Regions from separate parts of the Mus musculus genome. Here regions 1 and 2 are each linked to region 3. The links are chromatin contacts, called in public Hi-C and promoter capture Hi-C maps. All regions are on one chromosome and are shown on one strand. Each heading gives the region's core, a stretch centred on a gene start, on an enhancer-like site or on the middle of the called end of the contact. The rest is flanking DNA. Distances are from core to core; before and after follow the strand shown.

What was found. Promoter capture Hi-C pulls out the DNA fragments that hold promoters and counts their contacts. A called contact is a pair of places that touch in the nucleus more often than the background predicts.
Region 1: a Hi-C map of CD8 T cells shows a contact between it and region 3, with 5 times the contacts expected there. The contact joins the promoter of Zc3h12a here to the promoter of Laptm5 in region 3. A contact is called at or near these places in 1 of 39 promoter capture datasets (pre-B cells) and 2 of 484 Hi-C or Micro-C datasets (CD4 T cells and CD8 T cells).
Region 2: a contact with region 3 is called in a promoter capture Hi-C map of pre-B cells, with 4 times the contacts expected there. The contact joins the promoter of E2f2 here to the promoter of Laptm5 in region 3.

The regions. Positions count from the first base shown.
Region 1 is chr4:125,124,859-125,129,287 of GRCm38.p6, forward strand. It overlaps Zc3h12a (zinc finger CCCH type containing 12A), which reads right to left and starts at 3,023. Exons shown (of 6, transcript NM_153159.2): 1 at 2,909-3,023; 2 at 1,748-2,224. The coding sequence starts at 2,190.
Region 2 is chr4:136,170,509-136,175,169 of GRCm38.p6, forward strand. It overlaps E2f2 (E2F transcription factor 2), which reads left to right and starts at 1,766. Exons shown (of 7, transcript NM_177733.7): 1 at 1,766-2,530. The coding sequence starts at 2,273.
Region 3 is chr4:130,911,262-130,915,605 of GRCm38.p6, forward strand. It overlaps Laptm5 (lysosomal-associated protein transmembrane 5), which reads left to right and starts at 2,055. Exons shown (of 8, transcript NM_010686.4): 1 at 2,055-2,173. The coding sequence starts at 2,087. Gm38599 (a long non-coding RNA gene) reads right to left here and starts at 2,631. Exons shown (of 5, transcript XR_001784452.2): 1 at 2,514-2,631.

The DNA.
Region 1 (4,429 bases), core at 1,773-4,272, 5.8 Mb before region 3:
TTGTGTGTGTCTGTGTGTGTGTGTGTGTGTGTGTGTGTGTGTAGCAGCAGGGTAGGAACCAAGCAGCTGCTGAGACAGGAAGTGTGAGGCTGGAATTCCCCTTCCGTGGCCACCCTAGCTCAGAAACCCCCAGCAGATAGGCAGGCAGGCAAGAGGGCAGACAGTGGCTGTCTGTCTCTTTGGTATCAGCTCTCTTGAACCCCTCCACTACTGCCCCTCCTCCCACCCAGGCCCCTCCTCCTCCTGCCCAGAAACAAATACCCAGAGCACATGGCTGCCCACAAGACTCCTAACACCCAGCCTAGGACTCTCAGGGGAAGTCAGACCCCCCTCCTAATTCAGGACCTCAGAGAGAACTCGAGACTCGGAAGGTAACCAGTTGACCCTTCTGCCCTCTGGCAGAGAAGCCAGCATTTCTCAGCCTTCCAGCCCAGGATCGGCCCATTTTAAAGATGTGACAACAGACCCAAAGGTGGTAGAGAAGGGCTGCCTCCATGAACCAGCTAAGTAGGGCCAGGACCAGCTGGACAGCTCACTTGACCCAGCTGGGCTGGGAGTAGGTAGGACCAGGAGCCAGGTGGCGAAGAAGCTGACATCATAACAAGTTGGGCAGTCCTCTTGGGAGAGCCCTCAGGGGATCTAGAAAGGAGACTTCTCCTCTTCCTGTTCTTTTGCTGGGGTCTCCCCTGGTCCCTGCCAACAGGATCTTTTCCTTGTACTTTATCCACCCAGTCCTGACTCACCAGCCCGCTGTGCAGGGAGCTGGGAGAAAGCAGAGCTGGAGGGTGCGGCCTGGATAGAAGGGAGAAATCAGGGCTCCTTAAGGTCAGAGGCAGCCTGGCTCCCATTCTGCCTCCACCCCACCCCATTCCTTGAGAGATATGCAAAGGCGGCAGGAGATCTGGGAACCCCCAGAGGTCAGGCCAGCCTGAGCGGCTTCAGGGAGTATAGATTCTCATTACAGCACACCTGAGCCCAGAGCATCAGGCTACCCGTACACACGCATCTGAAGATGCCAGATCTGACCAAAAGGTCACAGCTGGTTAGGGCTAGGAAGCTCTGAATAACTAATGAGCCTTGCTTCAGTGGGAGCTCGAGTCGGGGACAAGGAGATCCCAGAAGACTCAAGTCATGGAATAACATCTGTCCACTGAGTACTTCTTCTTTTTTGAGACAGGGTTTCTCTGTATAGAACCTGGCTATCCTGGAACTCACTCTGTAGACCAGGCTGGCCTTGAACTCAGAAATCTGCCTGTTCTGCCTCCCAAGTGCTGGGATTAAAGGTGTGTGCCACCACGCCCGGCTCCACTGAGTACTTGTAACTCTCCACGTTCTATGAATTTTCTCCCCACAGGGGCCACCTGAGTGGAAAGTTTGACAGGAGAAGAAAAAGCCCAACTGGCTAAGTGACTGGCCCACGGGTTAATCCCTTATACTGTCCTGCCTCATGCCGTAGGCAAGGATAGACCATGGCACAAGGTACACTCCAGGCAAAGAAGGCTGGGTTTGAATCTTTGCTTCTCATTTATCAAGAAGTGTGACTCTTGGCAAGGATTTGAGCTGTTTTCCTTCTTATAGCATTGGAGAAACAGCCCTGAGGAAGTCTTTAAGGCTTAAGGGGTTCCTTCTGGCACATGGTGGGATCTCACAGACAGCTTTTGTGTTCCTTCACCAGTCCAAGAGAAAAGCCAAGCCCCCTTCCCAAAGGAAGAGCTACAGACACTATTCCACAGGTCTCCACACATACCTCATGGCCACATTGCTTCCGTCGATGACCACAGGTCTCAGGTCGCTGCCCTCTCTGTCCTCCTCTGGGAGTGAGGGTTCTAGAGTGGAAGGCTTGGGGGTGCTTCCACCCCGGGGCACCAGAGGGGGCTGGGGGCTGGGGGCCGTCAGGGCCTGGCATTCTCGTTCAGTAGCTGAGCCATGCTTCACCAATTCCCCTAGCACCGTGTTGGTGTCTGCTTGGACTCCCAGCTTCTGCAGGACACTGTGGATCTCAGAGGACGAGTACCCCAGTTTACGGAAAAAGTCCACCTTCATCTGCAGCTCGGAAGTAGGGGCCTCTTTAGCCACAGGATCCTGGTCTGGCTGAGGTCGACCCTGGCTGCTGTGTCTGTCCTCAAGACTCCACAGACTCATGGTGGGGTTGGATTCTTGGACAGGCTTCGTTCCACAAGGGTCACTCATATTTCACATTCTTGGAATGTGTCCATCACAGCTCCTATTGACCAGACCACAGGGTTAAGGGCAAGCAATGCCCAATATAGGTCTCTTTCAGACTCTCTTCCACAGAATGGGGCAACACGAACTGAGAAGACGCTATTCAAAGCCATTCTCACGTGTCAGCCCACGCTGTGCTCTCAAAGAGCTCTCAGCATTAGTTATTTTTACAAGAGGGAGACCGAGGCACAGGCAGTAAGCGTTTACTCAAGATCATCAACTCAAAGTTTGTGATACAAACATTTGAACTTGGTCTGACTCCACCCCCAAACCCCGTTCTGTTCCATGCCAACCCAAGGGACCCAAGAGGCAGGGGCGGGGCTCTCAGAAGGAAACTGGGGCTGGAAGTGCGCAGGGGACCCAGGGGCTTCCCCATTGTGGCCACCGCCTTCGTCTCCGAGTCTCATACTTCGGCTCAGGGACAGAGTTCTATTCTGGGAAGGACAAGTTTCCGGGGTGACCCACGGAGAGAAAAGTTGCTGGGCGACTCTGGTTGGCTACCGGGCCCGGTGACGCGAGGAGGTCCTGGCTAGAGCCCGGAGAACGCCGGGTGCCCCAAGACACCCCGTTCCACGCACCAGGGTGAACTCAGCGGGGTCCCAGCGATGGAGACACTGCCCGCGCGCGACCCTCCCGGAGTCAGACCCAACGCAGCGCAGCACCCGTTCCACCCGGTAGCACTCACCCCGCTGAGCGCCGGACGTCGTCTGTAAGGTGTCCATGGAGCCGAGTCTCGGGCTCTGACGGCACCTTCGTAGCCGCGACAGGCGGGCAGGTGCTTTAAGGGCAATGACGCGGAAGCCGGGCAGGGCCGCCGCCCCTTCCTGCTCCGCCTCCCTCCTGCCCCGCCCCACGGTAGGTCGGAGCCGGCTCCGCCCCGTTTCTGAACAAGTCCCGCCCCAGCATCTCTAGCCACGCCCCTGGCCACACGAAGTCTGGGCGGCTCCAGGCTTGTACCACCCGACTGCTTAACGCCGGCTCTGCAGAAGCAGGTTCCGTGCACCATGCAAAACCGGAATAGAACGGCCTCGCAGGTTCACTTCAACAACTTGACACGTCCACCGGCTTGGTCCAGGTTTCTAGTTGCACAAGTTGAGGCCACAGCCGGCAGAGATCCGGCCACTCCAGTTCAGTCACATAGGTTGTGAACTGAAGCCTGTTCAGCGATAGAGTCACACTCAGGACCAGGGACACTTTTCTTGAAGTAAATACCTTCCCAAGACAGGAGGGCTCCACCACCACAAGTTGCATAGTGGTGGAGGAAATGCCAGGAAAAGGAGGGACATTGACACCAATCGCCATGGGAGAGTCCGTGAAGAATGCTATCAAGCAGACTGCAAAAACTCATCTTGTCCCTTATCCTCAAGAGGTCAAGATCCCTCAGTCGAGCACAGCCCTGTACATTATCATCCTGGGGCTTAGATATTGGACAGATCCTTGTGCTCAGGGACCTTCTGTTTTCTTTGGCTTTTGTTGTTCTTTCTGACACAAGGTCAAGCTATGTAACCCATGCCGGCCTCAAACAGCCCAGTGGCCCCATCCATCAGGATCCTGTGTGCTGAGGTTATAGGTGTGAGTTATCATGCTTGCTCCATTTACCTCTGAGAAATGCAGGAAAAAGCTGAAGGGCCTCAGCCATGTAGATCAAGATAGGAGGTCCCAGCTGGGTGTGGTGGCGCACACCTTTAATCCCAGCACTTGGGAGGCAGAGGCAGGAGGATTTCTGAGTTCAAGGCCAGTCTGGTCTACAGAGTGAGTTCCAGGACAGCCAGGGCTACACAGAGAAACCCTGTCTTGGAAAAAAAAAATAGGAGCTCCCACTCTGTAGCACCAGGGACCACTATGAGCATTCTGGGGGACACTAGTGACTCAGGGCAGAGGGAAGGGAGCCTGGCTGTCAGTGTGCCTGCATGCATGCACGAATGCATGTGTGTGTGCTAGAGAAGAGAGAGGTGCCCAGGAGAGGGAGAAAGGGAACCCAGGACCTGCACACAGGAAGACAAAGTCTATTATGTCACCAGCATGCTTGCATATAGGGAAACTGAGGCTCAGGAAGCCAAAACACTCAAAAGTAAGAATTAATTACTGTGTGTCAATACTTCAGTCATATCTCACCTGTCTAAGCAAATGCAGTTGTCTTCTAAGGACATTGGCTGTTTTAATAAAATGGTTTTATAGTAAAAGATACCACCAACATAGCTACATA
Region 2 (4,661 bases), core at 516-3,015, 5.3 Mb after region 3:
GACTGAGAGCATTGAAAAAAACTTAGATAGAAAGCAATGATTTACAAGGCAAGAAAGCCAAGTCTTGCTTGAGGCAAACCACAATAAACGTTCAAAGAGTAAAGGCCTTCAGGGTGAGAGAGGGCAAACAGGCAGGGAAGGCTTCCGGGAGGAGGAGAAGTTTAAGCTGGGACTTAAGGGACCAGTGAAATAGCAGACTATTTTTTGTTTGTTTGTTTATTTGTTTATTGGTTTTTCAAGACAGTATAACCCTGGCTGTCCTGGAACTCACTCAGTAGACCAGGCTGTCTTTGAACTCAGAAATCTACCTGCCTCTGCCTCTCACATGCTGGCATTAAAGTCATGTGTCACCACCTCTTGGTGGTCTACTGTAGACTAAAGAGGCCTGTGTATTCCAGATCAAGTCTGATATAGCAACAGCTGTCGATTCTCATGGACCAAGCTCTGTGCCGAAGGCTTTGCATATACTGTGCCATGAGATTTCTCTGTGACTCCGACATAAGGAATGAGAGAGAGAGAGAAAAAAAAAAAAGACCCAGAGAATGGAGAAGAAATCTTGTCAAACAGCTTTCACAAAAGGGTTAGGGGACTGGATGTGAATTAAGAATGTCGAAGAGAAAGCCTGGGCTACCTGGTTTGTGATGATCTGATCAGGTCTTAACACGGGGACTCAGCCCACCCCCCCTCCTGTTGTGGTAAAATAATTGTTTAGGCCGGTCAATGGTGGCGCACGCCTTTAACCCCAGTGCTTGGAAGGCAGAGGCAGGTGGATTTCTGAGTTTGAGGCCAGCCTGGTCTACAAAGTGAGTTCCAGGACAGCCAGGGCTACACCGAGAAACCCTGTCTCACAAAAACAAAAACAAAAACAAAAACAAACAAACAAAAATTTGTGTAGAAGAAACCTGGAGGTGTTTGATTCAGGAAGGAAGAGTGCTGGGTCCTGTTGGGGAAAATGACCTGACAAACTCTGGACCCTCACCCACGCTGTGCCTGTCAAGGGCGGGGCAGAGTTTGGGAGAGTGGAAAGGAGCTCTTTACTAGAACAAAGACTCCCGACCTGGACTGTCCTACATTTGACTGCCAATTCTCAGATCAGCGAATCTGTGAATGACCCGAGGCACAATATCCCGCCCCTCCGACTCCCTGGTCTTACCCATCCCACTTCTCCGGATTGATGGGATAAATTAAACAACATAACATATATAATGGTCTAATCTTAGTGTACTGTACGGGCGTACAGTAGGCGCTCAATAGAGGTTAGTTTTTTTCCTGAAGAAAAACATAAAAGGGAGGCGCCACCCTTCCCTGCCCCTCTGCCAATTAAAGCCTGGAGGAACAGGTTCCTGGGTTTCATTTGAAGAGAAAGAGGACATATTGGTTATATTAATTAATATATTAATAAATGATTTAACCTAACTAAGCAACAAAGCGAAAACAAAAGGTTTTGTGGCCAGGGAAATGCACTTGAGGGTCAAGACTCAGGTCCCGACTCTGACTCTCTTTCAATGTTTGGCCCCACCCCCAAGGAAAAGAGGTCCGCTCCTCAGCGCTCTTCGCTGTACTGTTGGTCCTTATGCTGGGTGTTCCAGATGCACCTCCTGCCTCAGTTTCGCCTACTGTTACAAGAGGACGCTGAAGTCAGCAGATGTCGCGGCCCCTTTAAGCCACTAAGCTCCTGTCGTAATCGCTGTTTCTTAGACTAAGCCTTTCCGGGGGTGGGTGGGTGGGAGGAGCCTATATATATTGTAGCAGCCAATCGAGGCGCGGCATTTTCCGCGGGAGATCCGAATTTGGCGGCATATAGTTTGGCGCTAAAAAAAAAAAAAAAGAAAAAAAAAAGAAAAAGAAAGAAAAAAGAAGAAAGAAAAGAAAAAGGAGTCCAAGCAAGGGACGGGAACTAGAGGGGTGAACGCAGAGCTCAGCAGGGCGCACAGGACACCCTTCGCGGGTCAGAGCACACGAGTGTCCGCGGGGTCCGTGGGCATTCCGGGACGCTTTCACGCACGGGCGCGACTCCGGACGCCCAGATATTCGGGGCACGAGCCGGACCGGGCCAACTCCTGGCAGTGCCACCTGTGCCACGCGATCTCCGAGTGGCGATCTCCGAGCTCGGCAGCGCTGGGCGGCGGGCCAGGAGGGGAGGGTCCGGCCTTGCCCGGCGGGCGTCCATTGGCGGCTGCTCCCGGCGTCCGCGGTGCAGCCGGCTGCAAAGCCCGCAGGTGCCCCGCGCGCGCGCGCCAGACCCGAGTGGGTAGGGGGCGCCGCACTCGCCATGCTGCGCGCGCCGCGGACCCTGGCTCCGGCCACGGCGCAACCTACAAAGAGCTTGCCGGCGCTGAACCCCACCGAGCTGTGGCCTTCGGGTCTGAGCAGCCCCCAGCTCTGCCCGGCCACCACCGCCACCACCTACTACACTTCGCTTTACACGCAGACGGTGCCTTCCTCTGTGGCGCTGGGCACCTGCCTCGACGCCACTCCCCACGGACCCGAGGGCCAAATTGTGCGATGTGCACCCGCAGGCCGGCTGCCGGTAATGCTGGGGGACCCCCTGTACTTCCCGTATACGTGTCTGGGTGGGGAAAAAGGAGAGAGGGTGCTTGGGACGCCCTACGGCTTGATTACAGCTGGTTGAGGTGGGGAAGCGGGACTGGCAGTAGAGAGAACCCTTTCATTTTCCGACTCCGTGAAGTAATCTCGCCTGCTGTCGCGGACTGCAATGAGCACTGGTCAGGGGAGCCTGGAGACCTAGCCCAGTGCCCCTAGCGCCTGCGTGACCTTGAGGAAGCTTCCAAGGCATCGACGATGCTTAAGTTCATTCATTCTTTCATTGTTTACGCCAGAACCAACACCTGCTTTTTCAGGCCAGGGGCTTGGCCTGTGGGATTTCCTGGTGACTTTAAATCCGCATAGGTCTCCCAGGTCTCTGGTCCAGCCTGGTATCTGGACCAGAGTTGTCTAGCCAGCTCCTTCTCAAGTGTTGTCCTCAGGTCCTCCCCACAGCCTGCTCATCGTCCGAAATAGCCAGTAGCAATGCAAATGTAGTCCGTCTCTTGGGTTTCCTGTTCAGATGGACTGTGACCTCGCGAGTGAGAGATGTGTTGTCAGGGAAGGCCTGGTGTGGTGGCGTTTGGGCTGTAGTACAGGGTTTGTGGGAATGGATGAGAAAGGGCCTGAGGGAGTTAGAGGGAGGGTTGGGGTGGCTGGTTTCAGCTCTGGTCTTCACTGTGTATATTTGGATGTCAGGGCCTCTGTTTCCTCTTCTTAAAAAAAAAAAGTTTTAAAATTACATTTATGTGGGGGATGGGACCGTTTGTGCCACACTGTGTTTGGAGGTCAGAGCACAACTTTTCAGAGTTGGTTTTCTTTTTCAGAGTGGGTCCTGGGGATCAAACTCAAGCTGTTCAGCTTGGTGGCAAACTCCTCTACCCACTGAGCCATCTCGCCAGCCCCACCTTTCCTCTTCTAGAAAATATATCTTCCTTGGCTTGTCTCCTCTGTTAGTTCCAGGTTTGGAAGCAGGTGTCAAGGAGGGGAGATGGTATTTGTAGGGTATGGTAAGTCTAGGGACAGGGATAAGACCACCCTGTGTCCCCAGGGTATTTTGTCCGACCTGTGGCTCTGTCTTTTCTTTCTCCACCCCTGGGGCAGGCTCAGAGCTCAGTGGTCACCTCTCTGGCTCTAGGCAGAGCCAGCCTCATTTTCTGCCTTTGGAGTCAAGCTTTAGTTTTACCTCCCATGATCCCTTTCCTGGGAGTGCAGGAAGTGGCATGGCTGTGTTGTCATGCCCATTTTACAGGGCAAGAAACTGAGGATGAGTGGTGTTCTGTTGCTGTGTCGGCTCTTGGGCATTTTCCAGCCGCATGCATTTGTGTTAGCTTGTGAAGTAAGCTGAACAGGAAGAAGCTTTGTGTTGTGGAAGCGGAAAATCGAGGGTCAAAGTTCATCCAGCGAAGTGACCCACAAATCAGCTCTCTATGAGGCTGGGCTTTACCCCTGAACTGCTCATTCTAGGAGCTAGGTGCCCCTGGGAAAGGGGACTCTGGAGGGCTAATCTTGCCTTTGACCACCTGCTTTTGGATGTAGAGTGTCAGTAACAGCTGGGGTTTTGAACTTCCCCACCAACTCTGCACCTGTCTGCTCTGTCCTCCCAGGGCGGGCTCAGGGATCTTAGCCAGAGTGGCTCTTGCATGCCAGACACAGCTTGGCACTCTGCACCAGTTATCTTGGTTAGGGGATGAGGCTCTCTACAGGTGAGGAAACCGAGCCGAGTGAAGACATTGCCCAACTCACAAGGCCAAGAAGTGGGGAGGGTGGGGGGGGGTGTCATCCTTGCATCAGACTCCCTAAAAGCCTGCCAGGCCCAGAGACCATCTCTGGTCCATCTCCAGATGCTGGGGCCCCAGTGCCCCGTGGGCAGGCCTAACCCCCTGCTTACTCATTTTACAAGGGTGTGACCTGGAGCTGCTCCAAGCCCAACCCTGGGTGTGGCCTTCTGCTTTGTGGCTGCAAAGTGTGGGGTGAGCAAGATTTGTTGGGGAGCTGGCCACCAGAGGGATGACAACCGTGGCTCTGTAGAAGTCAGGCCAGGACTTAGGTCTCCTCGCTTCCTGCCCACTGGTCCTGCTGTCCGCTAGCAAAGACTCCCAAGCTCCCCTGTTGAG
Region 3 (4,344 bases), core at 805-3,304:
AGACCACGGTAGTATTACCGCAGGCTGTCTGTCATGATTTGTGTCTGTCCATCACCTTTCCAGCCATCAGATCCCAGGGGCCTTGGGGTTTCCCAGAAGTGCTCAGTTCTACTCCAGGGCATCCACCCTGGTCCCTCTGCTGCTCTCCTTACCCAGCTGGAAGTTGTCAGGATTCGAACCCAGGCTACGAGTCCTTTTATGTCAGGGCTCAGCAAGACTTTTGAAGAAGAAAGTGACTTTCAAATGAAGTATTGAAGGGATGACCAGGTCTGCCAGGAGCTTGTGTGTGTGTGTGTGTGTGTGTGTGTGTGTGTGTGTGTGTGTAAGCCAGGTGTTGACTCTGAGTGTCTTTCTCAATGGCTCTCCATATTAGTTTTGGAGACAGGTTCTCTCACTCAACCCGGAGTTCACCTACCGGATTGCAGATGGGCCACCTTACCAAGCCAGCACACGTGTGCTGGGAACCTGAACTCAGGACCTCAGGTCCTCAAGCTTGCTTGGCAAATACTCTATCGATTAAGCTATCCCCCCAGTGCTCAACCTGCCTGATTTTGTTGCCCTGACAGGACAACTCTTTTCAAGATGAGTATGCTGGGGGCCGTTTCTAATCTCTCCTGGGGCAAAAAATGCTGTGGTGTCCAATCCAAACTCCACAGTGTCACAGGACACCTGCTTGGGGCTTCCCACAGGTCTGAGCAAGGGCTTCTTGTCCCTTCCTTTATTGCAGCGTGGGTCATTTATCCCCTGAGACATCAGGGAAGAGTCTTAAGTCAGGGAAGAGTCTCAAACTTACTAATTCCAACGTTTCTTAGAGAGTGGGGAAGAACGCACAATCCCAGGTTTCTGTCTCGAGGGACCCTGCAAAGCGGGTTCGGCCAGGGGTCTCCCAGATCTCCTCCAGGGGTTACAGACCACAAGAGAAAGAGCCTATTACAGGGGCCTGGTACACACTCATGCCTATGGCTTCCCATGTGACAATTCTTCAGAGCCCAGAGTGAGGAGGAGATGGAGATGTGTGAGAAGCCCAGCTTCAGGGAGGGCCTCTAGGGCAGCGGTTCTCAACCTTCCTGGTGCTGTGGTCCTTTAACACAGTTAGTTCCTCATGCTGTGGTGATCCCCACCCATAAAATTATGTTTTGTTGCTACCTCATAACTGTAATTTTACTTCTGCTATGAGTTGTAATGTAAATATCTGATATCCAGAATATCTGATATGTGACTCCCATGAAAGGGTCGGCCGACCCCTGGACAGGTTATGATCCACAGGTTGAGAATTACTACTCTAGAGGCAGTTGGCCTCCGTTCCAGTTCCCACTCCTTTTTAGACTATCTTGGTGACTGCAAGGGAGAAATGGCTTCATCCTGTGCCTCAGTTTTTTCATCTGTGCAATGGGGATAAGAATAGCACCTCCTCCTGGGAAGTGACAGTATTCGCCTTTAATCCCAACACTTGGTAGGGAGAAGCAGGCAGATCTCTATAAGTTTGAGGCCAGCCTGCTCTACAGAGTGAGTTCCAGGACAGCCAGGGCTCTACAAAGAAACCCTGCCCCCCCCCTCCCCCCGCAAACCAAACCAAATCAGACCAGACCAAACCAAACCAAACCAAACCAAACCAAACCAACAGTCCCTCCCTGGAACAGCCCAGGTAAGGAGCTAAGCTTCACAGGATCTCGAAGGAGCAGTTTACTGACAGCTACTGTTTTTACAACCAGACACATTTGAGTTTGAATCCTTCCATTAGAACTACTGTTTGATTAGGGACAGATTTCCATATCGGATTCTTTTTCTAGAAAAGGGCTTCTAGGGCGGTGTTCAGCATCCAGGAAGCAGAGTGCATATAAATGCGGAGCCCAGCCCTGGTGAAGCATTGGAGCCCCTGGGAGTGGTAGATGCCTCAGTCGGGCTCCCTGTGACCCCCCCCCCCCTTCCCTCCCCTGCAGCTGCTACAACCCAGACTTACAGACCTGGCCCCTACCGTCTGAGGGCAAGGCGGAAGTGAGGCAGGCAGCCTGTGGCTTCCTCTTTTTTGTTCTGCTGTGGGCCCAAGACTCCTTACTCAGAGCCTCCGAAGAGGGGACTGCGCACCATGGCCTCCCGTGCAGCGCCGGTCAGACAGACATGCTGTTGTTTCAACATCCGAGTCGCCACCATAGCCCTGGCCATTTACCACATAGTGAGTATTGGGGAGTCTGGGGTGTTTGGTGTGTGTGTGTGTGTGTGTGTGTGTGTGTGTGTGTGTGTGTGCGTGAGGACACACTGAGACCTTCCAACTGGGGGATTGCTACCTATTACTTGTCTGTGGGACCCTGGACAAGCCCTGTGCTACTCTGGGCCTTAGTAGTTCCCTGTGGAGTTGAACAGAATAGTGCCCTTTTGGTTGTGGCTGTGCAAAGAGAAAGGCAGGCTGGCAACGGGGAGGAGTGCAGGTTGGGATTGTTCCAGGATGCCAAGCTCCACACAGGCCCGGGTGTAGGGCTTTCTGGGCCCTTTCCTAGTCTGGGGTCTGGGTTTACCTTTGGACTTCTACTGGGAACCAGCGACTGCTTCCTCTCAGCTCACAGCTCAGTCAAGCTGCCACCTTCTCCCTTCAAGGATGGCTTAAGCTTTGTGGCTGGGGAACTGCTTGGGGGTGGTGGGGGGCAGCCAGCATGTCACAGTGGCTGTCATTGTCACAGTGTGACCCCAGGTCCAGTCTTAGTGACCAGGGATAAGGCTCTCCCTTTGGAGTGGCCTAAAGTTGGAGTCTCTGTTCTCTTCTGCTGGGATTTACCCCTCACCCCCTGCCCCTGGCCACACTTAGCTCTCTGAGGCCCAAACATTTCTTGGCTTCAGTGACTCAGACAGAACCTGTGGCTAACAGCTCTCCTGGGCCTGGAAGAGCTTCCTCAAAATCAACCTAAATCCGTAGGCTGCTGCGCAGAGCCTGGTGACATCTGCTTCCGGCCACAGGCCGTGTGGCACCAGGCAGTGGTACAAACCAGTTCTGTCCTGAAGCTCTTGTGTGCACCTCCCTGCCCCCCTCCCCCATTCCCAGCCTTTGCTGTGCAGTCTCACATGACTTGTTGAACCTCTCTGAGCCTGTTTCTTTAGATCAAAACAGAAGATGAGGATGATAAGAGCTGTGTGTTGGGTGGCTGTGTGGGTGAAGTTGATATCTATAAAGCATGAGGGACATGTGCAACATGGTCCCCTGCCTTTCCATGAGTGTGTCTTGACCCACCTGTCCACCGAAAGCAGGGGTTCTCAACCTTCCTAATGTTGCGACTCTTAAATACGGTCCCTCACGTTGTGGTGACCCCACCCTCCCCAACCGTAACATTATTTTCATTGCTACTTCATAACCATAATTTTACTACTGTTATGAATCATAATGTAAATATATTTTTAGATAAAGAGTTGTCAAAAAGGTCTCAACCCATAGGTTGAGAACCACTGTTCTAGGGCCTGGCATGGGGGATGGGGAGACTCAGAGTCTGTCCTGTACAGCCTCAGCCAGCACAGGAGCTGAGAGGGGCGGTGGCACTCTGTCTCGGCATCAATTCTTTCAGATTGTCATTGCTGAGATAGCACACCATTCTGGGAAGGACGTGACAAGGGTCCTTATGCCAGCTCTGCCAGAGCCAGCTGTTTGAGCTCCTGGGAAAACCCGGCTTGGGGCTTGCTTCCCTATCTAAAGTGGAGACCAGGGGCTGTGGATGGGATCTTTGAACTTAGACGTTTGCAGTATGCTGGAGGTGGGGGTGGGTCACTAAGTGGCTTCAGTGGGGTGGAGGGGCTTGCGGTCGCTGGAACCCTTGCTCCATCTGCTCTGGTGGCTCTGCTCCTGTCTTGCAGAGAAATGTTTCCTGTCTGATTGGCTGGCATCTCAGAAGAGCATAAACATATTAAAAAGTAAATAAACCTGGCAGGCTGCATCGTGCAACCATTGGGTTTTCTTTTTATTCATGCGGTCTAAGCACCTCAGCTGTGGGTGCATGAGTGATGTCCCGTTTCCATAAAGATCAGGACACTGTGGGTCAAGCGATCAGGGAAGGCTTCCTGGAGTGAGTGTCACAGGTGGGGATACTGTAGTGTGGGAGGGGGAGTGTGGATGAGGAGCTGGTGTGCCCGAGGTATGCCAGGTTCCGGACCCTACTGAGACAGTTGGTGGGGGGAGGAAGTGACTTTGTGTGAAGTTGAGCCTTTGAGCCTTTCCTCTGGTGCTCCAGTGTTATTTGGGGCTTGGTCATTCTTTGCATTGTGTTAAGAAGGTCACCTCCTAGCCACCGTTCCAGGTCCCTAGACTTTGAGCCATGATTGTGCAGTCTGCAAAACCACTGCGTGGTATGTGAGTCATTCAGAGCC